Linked DNA regions of Zea mays: region 2 is linked to region 1. Evidence: chromatin contacts called from public Hi-C data. All regions are on one chromosome and are shown on one strand. The core of a region is the stretch at or near the end of the contact, and the rest is flanking DNA. Distances in the headings are between cores, read along the strand shown.

What was found. A called contact is a pair of places that touch in the nucleus more often than the background predicts.
Region 2: a contact with region 1 is called in a Hi-C map of ear, with 1.9 times the contacts expected there. The contact joins two enhancer-like sites. A contact is called at or near these places in 2 of 25 Hi-C or Micro-C datasets (ear and endosperm).

Annotation. Positions count from the first base shown.
Region 1 is chr5:113,634,474-113,640,505 of Zm-B73-REFERENCE-NAM-5.0, reverse strand. It overlaps LOC100192934 (Peptidyl-prolyl cis-trans isomerase CYP95), which reads right to left. Exons shown (of 14, transcript NM_001358497.1): 11 at 4,902-5,097; 12 at 4,009-4,818; 13 at 3,849-3,932; 14 at 2,788-3,451. The coding sequence ends at 3,100. Among protein-coding and RNA genes, the nearest start is that of LOC100192934, 11 kb to the right of the region's middle. Within about 2 kb of position 3,390, at least 10 of the 20 cell types and tissues checked have an H3K27ac peak or open chromatin away from gene starts, as enhancers often do. A contact at or near this core is called in ear, where this site is marked.
Region 2 is chr5:113,803,153-113,809,279 of Zm-B73-REFERENCE-NAM-5.0, reverse strand. No RefSeq gene overlaps it. Among protein-coding and RNA genes, the nearest start is that of LOC111589281, 5.4 kb to the right of the region's middle. Within about 2 kb of position 4,644, at least 9 of the 20 cell types and tissues checked have an H3K27ac peak or open chromatin away from gene starts, as enhancers often do. A contact at or near this core is called in ear, where this site is marked.

The sequences.
Region 1 (6,032 bases), core at 2,141-4,640:
CATGTTGCACTGAGGCCTAGTCAGCCCGAAGGTTAGCTCCAACGGGCTCTGAACTAGCTTCTCCTTTTTCTCATCAATTTTAACATAAAACCATTCAGATTTCCAACCGGTCGGCCATTTAGTGCGATAGCTAACCACCGGTGTCTTCATGTCTTTGCGATAAGCAAAATTATAGCAGCCGAAGTTCTCATGCAGTCCGTCTTCTCTAGCCTTCGTCTGATAGTGAAGTTCATGTACTCGGCAGAAGGCTTCGGCGAGCGGTTCCACCCCTTGACTTCGGAGAGCCCAGATATACATGCTGAGCCTAACAATGGCGTTAGGGGTCAGCTGATGGAGGTAAATCTCAAAAATTTCCAAGACATCTGCAATCATCCCGTGCATAGGAAATCTCAACCCTGCTTTGAAGAAGCTCTTAAAAACCACCACTTCATCATTTTCTGGTTTCGGGATAGTCTCTTCCCCACCAAAACGAATCAACCCCTTATCGGCTTCTCTGAAGTAGCCAAGCTTCGTCATCATAGCCATATCAGCTTTAGACACAGTCGACTTCCCAAAATTCAAATGGCTGGGCTTCGATGGCATAGCGGTGTTATAATCAATCTCTTCTTCACCAGTATCGCCCTCTTCAATATTAGCCTGCTCGGCTTCAGTAGCAGGGGCGCCTTCGTCAGAAGCACCCTCCGTCATAACCAGTCCCGACCGCCTCATAACTTCAGAAATCGGAGCAGTTTCAGCAGCTTCGGTTTCCTCTCTGTCGTGTGTAACCCTAGCTGTTGAGCGCACCCTGGCCATTTGATGTTAAATTTCTTGAGTTTTGACGAAGTTGATTATTTTTTATCTTTGCCGAAGCTCCCTCTTGTCACGAAGCTAGAGCAAAGTGATCTTTTGATTGAGAATACGGTGAACAAGCTTCGGCTGTGATCAAATTTTTCGACAGCACAACAGTACAATAGCAGTAAATGTTGTGGTAACTTCACATCTACCCGTCTGTTTATAAAGTGCTGCAGGTGGGAAGGTGAATCGCCAAGCCGCTCGCACCCGCTGAACAGTCACCCGCACCCACTGAACGGTGGACCATAGTGCCCAATAAGTTGAATCACCAGATCATGCGTACCCGTCGTATGGTGGGACCACCCTTCACTCGGAATATTTAAATCGTTTCTCGGCAACGAGCTAAGGGAAGGTGTTTTCGGACCATTGGCATTCCGAAGCCTGAGAGAATTTTTCACGGGTCGAGCTCGTTACAAAAAATGATCTGGCACCGTGAAGGGGCTACTGTTGGGGGTCTGCTTCGTCGCCGAAGGTCCCATAAGAAGAAACACCTTCGGAAGACCGACACAAAGTCAAAGATATCAACCAAAGAGCTTCGGAGTACATTTTCAGATGCACCGACTTAAAGATGAAATGACCAATCGGCCCGAGATAGCTTGTACTATGATTGTAAACATTTGTAAAGTGCATGGATGTAATTTCTCACAGACTGTGTCCTGTGCCTATAAATAGATGAACAATACCCCTGTACTGTTCACGCTATCCTGTATTCGCTCGTGCGCAACACTTGGATTTTTGCCTTCTGTCAAGCCGAAGGTATAAATGTAATCAAATGTCGTATTTAAATATCCAAGTTTATATAATGAAGACATGTGAATAATATTATATGATTATTCATGTTATCTTTCATGTTTCATATGCTTTGTCTTTCATTATCGCATACCATGATGATAAAGGTACGTCCTTCATGACCTTCGTCCGAAGATCGTTATATCCTAAGGGAAATAATGCTTCGAAGGACGAAGGACATTAACATTTAATACTTTGTGTTGCCTTGTTCTTAACTCATAGCATTTGAGAACAAGTCCCCAACAGAATTGTTTGTGGACTCGGATCCCTGGGAGATGTCATGTCCATAGAAGGGAATTGGAATAAAGATTATCGTGTGGTATCGTATTCAAACGTTTAAAAGTACTAAACATATGCTGAGAAATATGGTAAATCGGTAAACCTAGTATAGCCTTCGTTCCGGCCGCAATGGAGACATCCACGACGGCATTGTCGTCGTCACCCCAGCGATGGCGGGCTGTTCCATGCTCCAGCCGCCGCTGCCAATCGCGTTCGCGTGGCAAAGACAGCGGGGAACCACACGCCTGTCAGGTTAAAGAACCATGCCTACCAACTGCAAGCAACGGTGGCGCTAGCGGACGGAGAGTGGCCACAGGCAGTGAGCCATTACGGATTACGGACAACTACAAGCAACAGTGACATTACGGATTACGGACAACTGCAAGCAACGGTGACGCTAGCGGACGGAGCGTGGTCATAGGCAGTGAGCCATTACGGATTACAGATATCCAGGGAGGCAGCGGCACAAGAGGGCTTAGTTGAGGGAGGGCAACGTTTACAGCTATAGGACAGGCAACAACTGCTATGCAAACAGTCATTCTATGCAAGCGTGCAAGCAAACTATCTGATACATTATATTACGATCCAACCACAGATACAATCATGGTTTGTTAGAGGTTTTTTATAAAGATTATTGAGTTCGTGGTGAAAAGGTTTAAATGTTAAATGTGACCTACGGTTAGATCACGATCTAATAGATCAGATGGTTTGCTTGCACAGAAGTCGTTGCCCATAAGACAACCATGCAAGAGGGGAGGGGACGCCCTACAAAACTGGTGCTTTAGAGTAGAAAGAAATGTCGGGGAAAAGTGAAAAGTATGATGCGGCCAAACCAAATTAATTGTTGAATAGATGCATAAACATTAGAATTGAATATGCAAAAGAAATAAATTGTGAATCGTACTTAGGCATCCGAGGTCAAAACATTGTAATGATTCTTTGCGTTGAAGCTTATATAACATCAAAATCCCACACTGAATCTGTGCTACATGTTTAGCAACAGCAAAACCTAAGCTCAAATTACGACTCTTGTGATAACCAAAGGACATAGCCGATCATCCCAAACAACATATGTAACAGCTGGGCAGCTCAAGGACCAAACCGCTTCTTACAGTAGAAATATAACAAAAAGTATTGATGGACCTGATCAACAGCCAATGGCTAACGGTGTAAGATACATTTCAATGCCCCGGTGGAAACCTACTTCCCAGCTGAATCAGGTGAGCCATCCCCGTAGGAAACCAAACCTTTCTTGCCTCCACGATTAGGGCTACCAGACAGTGACAGAGCTGGGGACGCGGACTGAGATTTCTCATCACTTGCATGCTTCACTGATGGGGAATCAGGTGGAGAGGGATGATGCACTGGAGGAGACCTTGATACTGACCCAGAAAGGTGGCTTCTTGAAACTGACCGTGCACGGTCACCATGTGACCTTGGTTTCCTGGCAGGGGGTGAACTGCTCCGTATAGGGCTTTTGCTGTATCCACCTCCCCTTCCTCTTTCCCTGTAGACAGGGCTGCGTGAGGCGCTTCGGCTCCTCCTCCTGTACCTACCACGCCTCAAGTACCAAAATAAAAGAAATCATGACAAAGAACCAACCACAAGAATCAGCTATGCATACCGATTGAGAAAAAACTCGAAATAAAATTGCTTCAATCATTTGCAAATAATAACTTCAGAAAAATAATACTCCATTCCAAATTATAAGTCGCTTTGACTTCTGTGATACATCAATTTTGTTATGTATCTAGATATGTTATATCTAGATACATAGTAAAATTGATGTACCGAAAATGTTAAAATGGCTTATAAATTTAAACTGAGGGGAGCAAGTATAGCAAACAAAAATCTATGCCTATTCAGAGTTAGTTCCATGACATAGCATCACAAATGATAATACAAGCTGATACACATAGAAAAATATCACATATAAACAGTTTATTTACCTTGGCGATGACACTCTTCCTCTGGGTGGGCTTCTATACCGTCTAGGAGGTGATCGATGGCGGGAACCCCGGTAACCCATGTATCTACATAAGAGGGGAAACGTAATTTAACACTCTAAGTCAAATGAAAACAATAGATCAAACTTTGATTCAAAATTACCTGTCACGGTCATTTCTTCCACCATAACGATGTGAGCGATCAGCAGAAGGTGAGCGATATTGTCTTGCGTATGAGTACCTCTGAGTAAAACCCCGTCCACGTCTTATGCGTTTTGGTGACCCATCAGGAGAACCACTCCTGGATGGGCTTCTTCCATTGTTTGGTGGTGTTACTACCCTGCGATGTGGACTGGGACTTCTGCTAATGTTCCTGCGAGGTCGACCACCTCTTACTGGGCTTCTGCTCACACTTCTTCTAGGTATTCTTGCAGGGCTCCTGCTGAGGCTTCTGCGTATGTTCCATCGTGGACTTCTCATAGGGCTTCTCCTAGAAGGCCTATGTGGGCTCCTTGAAATCCTTGCTGGGCTCCGACTAACACTTCGCAATGGAGATACCACAGAGGTACGGGTAATGCTTCTTCCCTTCTCCAAAGGTGGGCTTGGACTGATACTTTTTCGTACATGAGTTCTCTCCAGACTCCTGCTTGGACTTCTCTGTTGCATGGACCTAGCTGAGCTCCTGCTAATGCTTCTTCTGTGGGCTTTAACAGGACTCCTGCTTATGTGAAGGCTTCTGCTTGAATTTCTGGGTGGGCTCCTAGCAGGGCTCCTGCTCATGATCTGCCGCCTGGCTGGACTCCTGCTCACGCTTCTTTTGGGAGTACGGATAGGGCTTCTACTGTGATTATTGTCAACAGGGCTCCTGCTAAGTGACCTCTTCGGGCTGGTACTTGACCTTTTCATTGGGCTTCTTCTTGGACTGATACTCATACTCTTGCTCATTGAGTGATTAACACTCATGCTCTGGCTCCTGCTTATCAATGTCAGATGAAACACCGCTTCCAGAAGCAGTAAGCAGAAAGAATGATTTATGTATGAAGAAAAATAGGAAACCTAGATTTGCTTCGATTGCCAGTTAAAACAGGCATGACAGCGGCATTTCTTTCAATTTTTGAGTCATTAACACCATTTGTATGGACTTCCCCATTTTGCAGGGAGGAGACATCTTGTGCTGGACTCCTCTGTATTCCACTCTTTTGTTGAGGTGAGGTGGCATCCTTCAAAGCAGCCACTCCAGCAAGATTTTCCTCTGAAAAGGTAAGATTGCAATCATTAGTTGAACTACCACATAAACCAAGCAAGAACTACATATCCCTTCCTAGATAGCCAATCAGTACTGTTGCTCATGCAAGACATATAACAGAACAATAGCACCAATAATACCATGCAACCATGATCTAAAGATTTAAGAGAGATCCAGCCAGTTAGAACTTAGTGATTTTTAGACAAGGCATGGTCTACCTTTAGCCATTGTTTTCCACTATAATATAGTTATATTTATAAATTATAAAATCCAATAAAATTATGAGAATATGACAGCATGTTTAAGACAAATGTAAGCGGATGGTTCTCAAAATTCCAAGCCAACCATCTGCATTTCAGAAGTTAGTGATAGTCAGTTTCAAAAGTTTGACCAGATCTTTAACGCAAGTATTTGTGGGTAAGTAAACAAAGAACCAATAAGGCATCCAAGCATGCAAGAAATTGACACTTTTGTTATATCCCTTGATTGTGTTTGGGAAGCATTAGCTACTGCCGTTACATTACCTTGTCAGATTTATTCTATCGGTTTCTTGAAATACAATGAAGTTCTTAAACAGATATGGTATTCTATTGTGCCTATACAATTCAATAATAATGATGAAGGCAACATATCGTGTAAAAATGTTTATAATGCTAACATCAAATCCTGACCATCGGATCCACCATCTACGGCTAAGTACAATCCCACCTCCTCTATTAGACTATTTTCTAAAGAATCTCTACGGTTTCACGGAATAGGGCGCCATCCTCAGGTTGAATTGCACTCAGCCGTAGATGCTGGATCTGATGGATAGAATTTGATGTTAGCATGTTAGCACTCTAATCCTTTTTACACTAGATATGTTTCCAATGATGAATGCCACCTCACTCTTAAGTTACAAAGGATTGGCTGATGTAGTACATAGCAGAAGTTCAACTGCA
Region 2 (6,127 bases), core at 3,395-5,894, 170 kb before region 1:
AAGACTTTTAAGAGTAGAGAAGCATGTAACCCATGTCCATATCAGCGGTAATAGTAAGGTAGTTCCAAGCAAAGGCGAGTGTCTCAGGATGGGGTTTCTCTAGTGGAGATAACATGTATCGCCTTAAGCTAATTTAGAGATGTCCACCAATAGAGACGATGTCTGCTAGAGGAAAACATAAGGTTCCATGTGTGCAGTTTGCTTTTTTCTGATGACACTGTGCTATCTGAGACTGTTGAGCGAGCGGTAGATATGCGACTTTACCCAAGCAGAATCAGATGCAACCTCTTAGGTAAAACACACAAAAAGAGGTTTACCAACAAGTGGTCACAGTAAGTTTATAGCACACGAGACAGGTGTGAATGTCGAATAACATCACAGTTAACTCGTGTTAGCCAGAGAATCCAAGTCCAAGAAAATGATGGAGACTCGAAAAATCACCAGCGAAAGGATCTGTAAATGCTGACTTCGTGCCTAATTCATTTTATCAAGCATTAGGCACGGCTCGACTTGATCACACATGCTGGAAAAGCACACGTGAGGCGATCGAAGCGTGACTAGAATGATAATTAGGTGGCTAGCAGCCGACTTAATCTCGATTCTTACAAGCACTTCCTTAAGAGGGGTTGTACAAAAGTGAGTTTAGACAACTTGACAAAACGATCTCTAAACTCAACCTTTGTTCATTGGGCAGTTACAAGTTAGTAAAACCAACTTGTTGAACTACTTGTGACATTGAGCAGGTCCTTTCAGTACCCATCGACAATCCAATGGTCGAGAGTTCACCCTTATTAACAATTGATCATGCACTTGAGTAGGAATCCATTTGGTCATGTTGTTCATTCGTTTCTTCATGCGAGATGAACTGACTTGGTGAGGGAATACCTGGATTAAATAAGAGAGCGAATGAACATTAAATAAGAGAGCGAATGAACAAATTCCTGCATCTCAGCAGCAGGGAAAAGCCAGTCTCCATTTTGAGAGCTAATCAGTTTTTTCCAACACTAAAAAGCTCCAAGGCTTCACCCTTACACAAAGGACATAAAGGGAGCTTGTATGCGTAGTCACTACCAAAGTCAAGGGAAAAGAGACCACACATGAAAGTGACCTTTTGATCCAACAGAGATGATATATGTTGCTTGATCACTTCGACAAACAACACCGAAATCGTTTCAAAGGAAGGTCAATGGAGGATAACACATCAGTGTAGTTCCATAATGGATCATGACTAGAGATCTCGATACCAGCATGCGCCAAGCAGCAAAATCATGTGTGCGCATGCACAGGAGGCTCTCAGTTTCGCCGCGGTACCATAAGTCCTTAACCATGACACCATTACAAAACTGGAACCAATAATGAATCTCACATGGTAAGAACAATTTGTGCAGAGGTAACATATTGATATAATCTCATAATGGATTATAACTACTAACCGTGATAACAGCGCGTGCCGAGCAGCACAACCGTGTGTGCGCACACACAGAAGGCCCTCGGTTTTATCGCGGTACCATCGGTTTTAGTCATAACACCATTACCAAACATAACCAATAAGAAATCTCACGCCACACCAATAGATTGAGCAAGGGTGACAATATACAAAGAGTTACTCCACCTGTAAAAATGGTTACAAGTAGAGAGCCAGATAGATTATGGCCCGAGGAAATGAACAAGACATGGCCATAACCTAAACTTGATGAAACGAGTACGATGGGAGATTGTTAATTCAGCCCCAATCATATTTCTATGCCCATCGAAGAGATCACAAGGTCAAGGAGTAGTATATGATTAGATACGGAGGGAAAACAATCATAAGATTAAGTTGGTATGCCTTCGATAGATATGAGGAAACCAAAGGCATTAAATTCAAGAAAATGATTGAACATGTCTTTCCTAGGTTAGGTTGATAAAGCGACAAGATAATCCGCAAGGAGAGGCCAAACACAATAGAGACCTCAACCTGTATCAACTAAGAAAGGGCAGGATCTAGGATGGAAACACGACCACTAAGGAAGTTATAAGTTAATTGCCAAGATCCTTATTGGGAGTCCGAATGCATCTTACGTCCAACAAAGAAATTATCTAAGCGCTTATTTGTATAAGTTTGGGTCATGGAGGGGTAACGGAAAAATCAACTTTGGGTCATGGTTACCTAAATAAGAACATGGCCTAGTTTTGGGTTTAAACAAACCACCAACGTTCTATCGGCACATCCAGTACAAGGGCAAACACATATAACACCTAAACATATTACCTAAAGAACGGAGGACAACTGTTTCATCAAAGTTCATAATACAACATTACACCACATTATCTACAATCACTGGTTACTGGAATAAAGGCGAGATAAGCAGTTTGGATATATAGGTGACAAACATGATGCAACAATCAGGATGCAAGCTCGTCTTATTCGTCCTCACACGTTTTTCCAACATGATGTGGAAATAGCGTTCTATATCGATGGCATACTTACGACTCTCTCGGTATTTTGCTAGTCGTTAGCTACACATACGTTTTCGAGGTTAGTGTACCTGCAGAAAAATCCATCACAGCCCAATTTCCCATGATGCGGTTCACACATGACAGTTTATCATAGTTTATACTCCATATATTTCTATATGGAGGCCAGCTCTTCATTAAGCGCCGAGCCACGTATAGGTGCCGCTGCCACACTTTAACCATAGGGCAGCCTATTATGGTAACTCACCTTCTTACCTGAGCGTAGGTGCGTCGTTATAAGTACATTACACTTCTCAGTATTCCCATGTATGTATACCCATACACATCCATGGGGTACTGAATTCCCAGAAAATTAAATACTCCACCTCGCAGCCTTCATATATACATATGTGGAACATGTATATAATCAAGCGCTTTTTATACTCTCCCCTAGACCGACGTTTGTTCGGTCATGCTCTCACATCTCACCTTACCTTGAGCGTCGATCCATTCAAAACTGAATGGCCTCAAAAATAACAATACACATATATGCAATATCCACTCGGTTATGGGTTATTGTTTTGAACTAGGCCACCTGATAGTCCTTAATTTAGGGCTTAACAGAGGATGTCGCTAGCATTATAGTTTTTCAAATCTGTTTTTCAAAACCAAACAATGTGTTTAGTTGAAAATAGGTTTTCCAAAACCAAAACTTTGTTTTGAAAATAAGTATGTGACAGTATAAACTTAATCCTGCTCTGATACCAGTTGTGGCAGAACCTCCCAAGTTATTGGGCCCACATGCACTTGCCCTTATTTCCAAATTCGTATTTGCACGAGCGATGAACCTTAAATAATCACCGGACGCACCGATTTTTGGAACAACTATGTTCTGAACATCACGAAAATTGAGGAAGAGTCCAGATAGATAAAAATAAAATGATGTCAAACTCGCGACACACGAAACAAATTAAGACAAGGAGACTGTTATTCACCGCTACCACGTGTTAAAGTACGCATTCATGGTCGAGCAGACGATAAACACCTGGGGTGTTACAATCATGAACTAGAACATTAATAAAAGTTGTAGCTCACTATTTACCCTATAAAAGTTAGTAAGCGTGATACCCCAAATAGATTCTTCAAAAGCCCCAGACAAGTCAATTAAGTGGGAGAAGCAAAAGAAAAAATAGAAAAAACCCTAATCCATTTTCGGCCCCTAACTAAACCCTACATGTTAAATTAGCTACAAGACTCAAAACCATATGCTCTAATTGACAAAGTGGCGCCAAACTACCCTAGGCATACCCAAGAAATGTTTGAAAACCAAACCATTTGACATGACTTGGCGCAAGATTTTCCTCGGGTTTAGGCTGGGACAAACCAGTTTTCCCTCCATATCTTCGCAGCCAGTAAGCAAAATCTAGTGACCCCATACAGCATAACTAGCTTAAAGTATAAGCATCAAATCTTAGATAAGGTTTTTGCTAAGATAAGGATCACACAGGTGACTACACGTGAGGGAAGATGGCCAAACACGCTAGTGCTAGGTGTTCGACGCCGGCTGGCAGGAGACGAATGGGCTTTGCCCGCGCGCGCCCCCGCACGACCGGTTAGACACTTCCATGCCCGTGCCATGCTTGCGCCTGCAAAGGCTGCCCAACCCATCGGTTGCTCCCTCTGTTGCTCCCTTAATCTAGTGCCTAGCTTCGCTAGAGACATTGTTAACTCTCGTGAGCTCTACACGCGCCATCGTCGCCCCCCAAGAGCCAGCCACCGTGCCCAGCCCACTCCAGCTTCCCCAAAGGTTCGTAGAGCCTCGCCAAGCTCGAGCCGGAGCTCTACCCCATCTGAACAGGGAAATCGGCCTTGTCAGATTCCTTGCGCCCGCCGGTGAACGTGGCCTGAGCTCCACCCTTCACTGTCATCCAATTCCTTGGATCAGTAGCTCCATCGTCACCTAATGAAGCTTCCCGCCAACCTGACCGAACGCTACTGCCTCTGACTAGCCGGAATCGAAGTCGCCATCGAGCTCCGCCACCGAGAGACGTGGCCTAGACAACTCCGGTCAACTCTGGTCACGACCCGACCATCAACGTGATCCCCACAACATTCCCGACCTCTCCAACCACCCGCCTGGAACACTACCCTACCGCTCCGCCCTGATTTTCCTCGCGGTCACTGTTCCGATGAGCTAAGGACTGCAGGTTAAGGGGAGGGAAAAGCAGGGGGTTCCTGCAAAGACTAGGACTCATGTGAACAGTAGCAGAATGACTTATTTTAAAGAAAAAGCTTAAGAAAAGGTCAGGGGCCTCGATGCAAGTTGATTTTCCTTTTCTATTCTGATTTAAATGCTTATTTAATCTGCAAAGAACTTAGGAAATGCATAACTAAATAAATAGGAGTCCAAAATGGTAGAACCAATTTTGCAATACTTTGGACAAGTCAAACTTTAAATTAAAAATATATAACCATGTGGTCTCTGTACTTTTCTAGGAATTTTGATTTAGAATCATAATCTGCCCATTTCAAAATAAGAAGGGAAAAATAAGTATGCATTAGGCCTAAGGAATTTTGAGTAGAAGCAATATAGAATTTATCAATGTATAAAGTTGTATAACCCTCTGATCTAGAACTTTTGATACAGTTTAACCACTTAAAACTATTTAGAGCCTTAACTAAATAAAAGCAAGAAAAACAATAAATAAGTGAAACCAGGGAACTCACTATTTTTCCAAGACTAAGTAGATGATGTAAAACCTTGGAAAAATACAAACCACCCTGGTCTAGGAAGAAAAAGAATAGAAACCTTTTATTTTGACAAAACAAGCATAACTTTAGAAAATAATGGAAAATCATCCCTAAAGAGATAAACCCCCGATTTTGAGAATTACTGCTCTTGTGCTAAAACAAACTTAGGAAAATTTCTAAATTTGTTGTTTGACACTTCTTAGAGGGCAAGCTTGTTATAGGTGCTTCTTTAGTCTTAAATTTGAAAAACCCTAGATAAAAGGCCACTAAGTAAAACCTTGTAAAATTTGGCTTAATTCTCTATTATTGCACCTAGATACCAAGAAAAATACCCATTAGGGTAGTTTCCACTTCTAGATAAGAGGTGTAGTGCAATATGCCCCCTATGCCCTAGTTTTTGTTATTTTTGTCCAGTACAGTTCCTAATTAATTTTGACCCCAAATTCCTAGGACAACCACTACACCAAAATAGTAAACTTCCTAGAGCCTAAACTCTAGGAAGTTAGCTCTAAACTCTAGGAAGTTAGCTAAACTCTCGGAAGTTAAGCCATTCCGTCGGAAGTTTGGCTCTCGGAAATTTTTTGTCGGAAGTTAGCTTAACTTCCTAGAGCCCTCTAGGAAGTTAGCTAACTTCCTACAGCCAAAGAAGCCTCTCAGAAGTTAGTAGTTTCACGCCGTCAACGCCGTCAGCGGACTAACTTCCTACGGCTGACTGTAGCCCCTAGGAAGTTAGCTGGGTAACTTCCTACAGCCCAATAAGCATCTAGGAAGTTAATTTGACCAGCATTACAAATGTTGTTTATTTTTATTTTACACCACATTCCATAACATAACAAATATATCAACAGCTATATAGCACAATATATTTTCACATAAAACAACTCACACACAATCACATAACAATATTTAAATCCATAGTCTCATCAATTACAGTACAAAA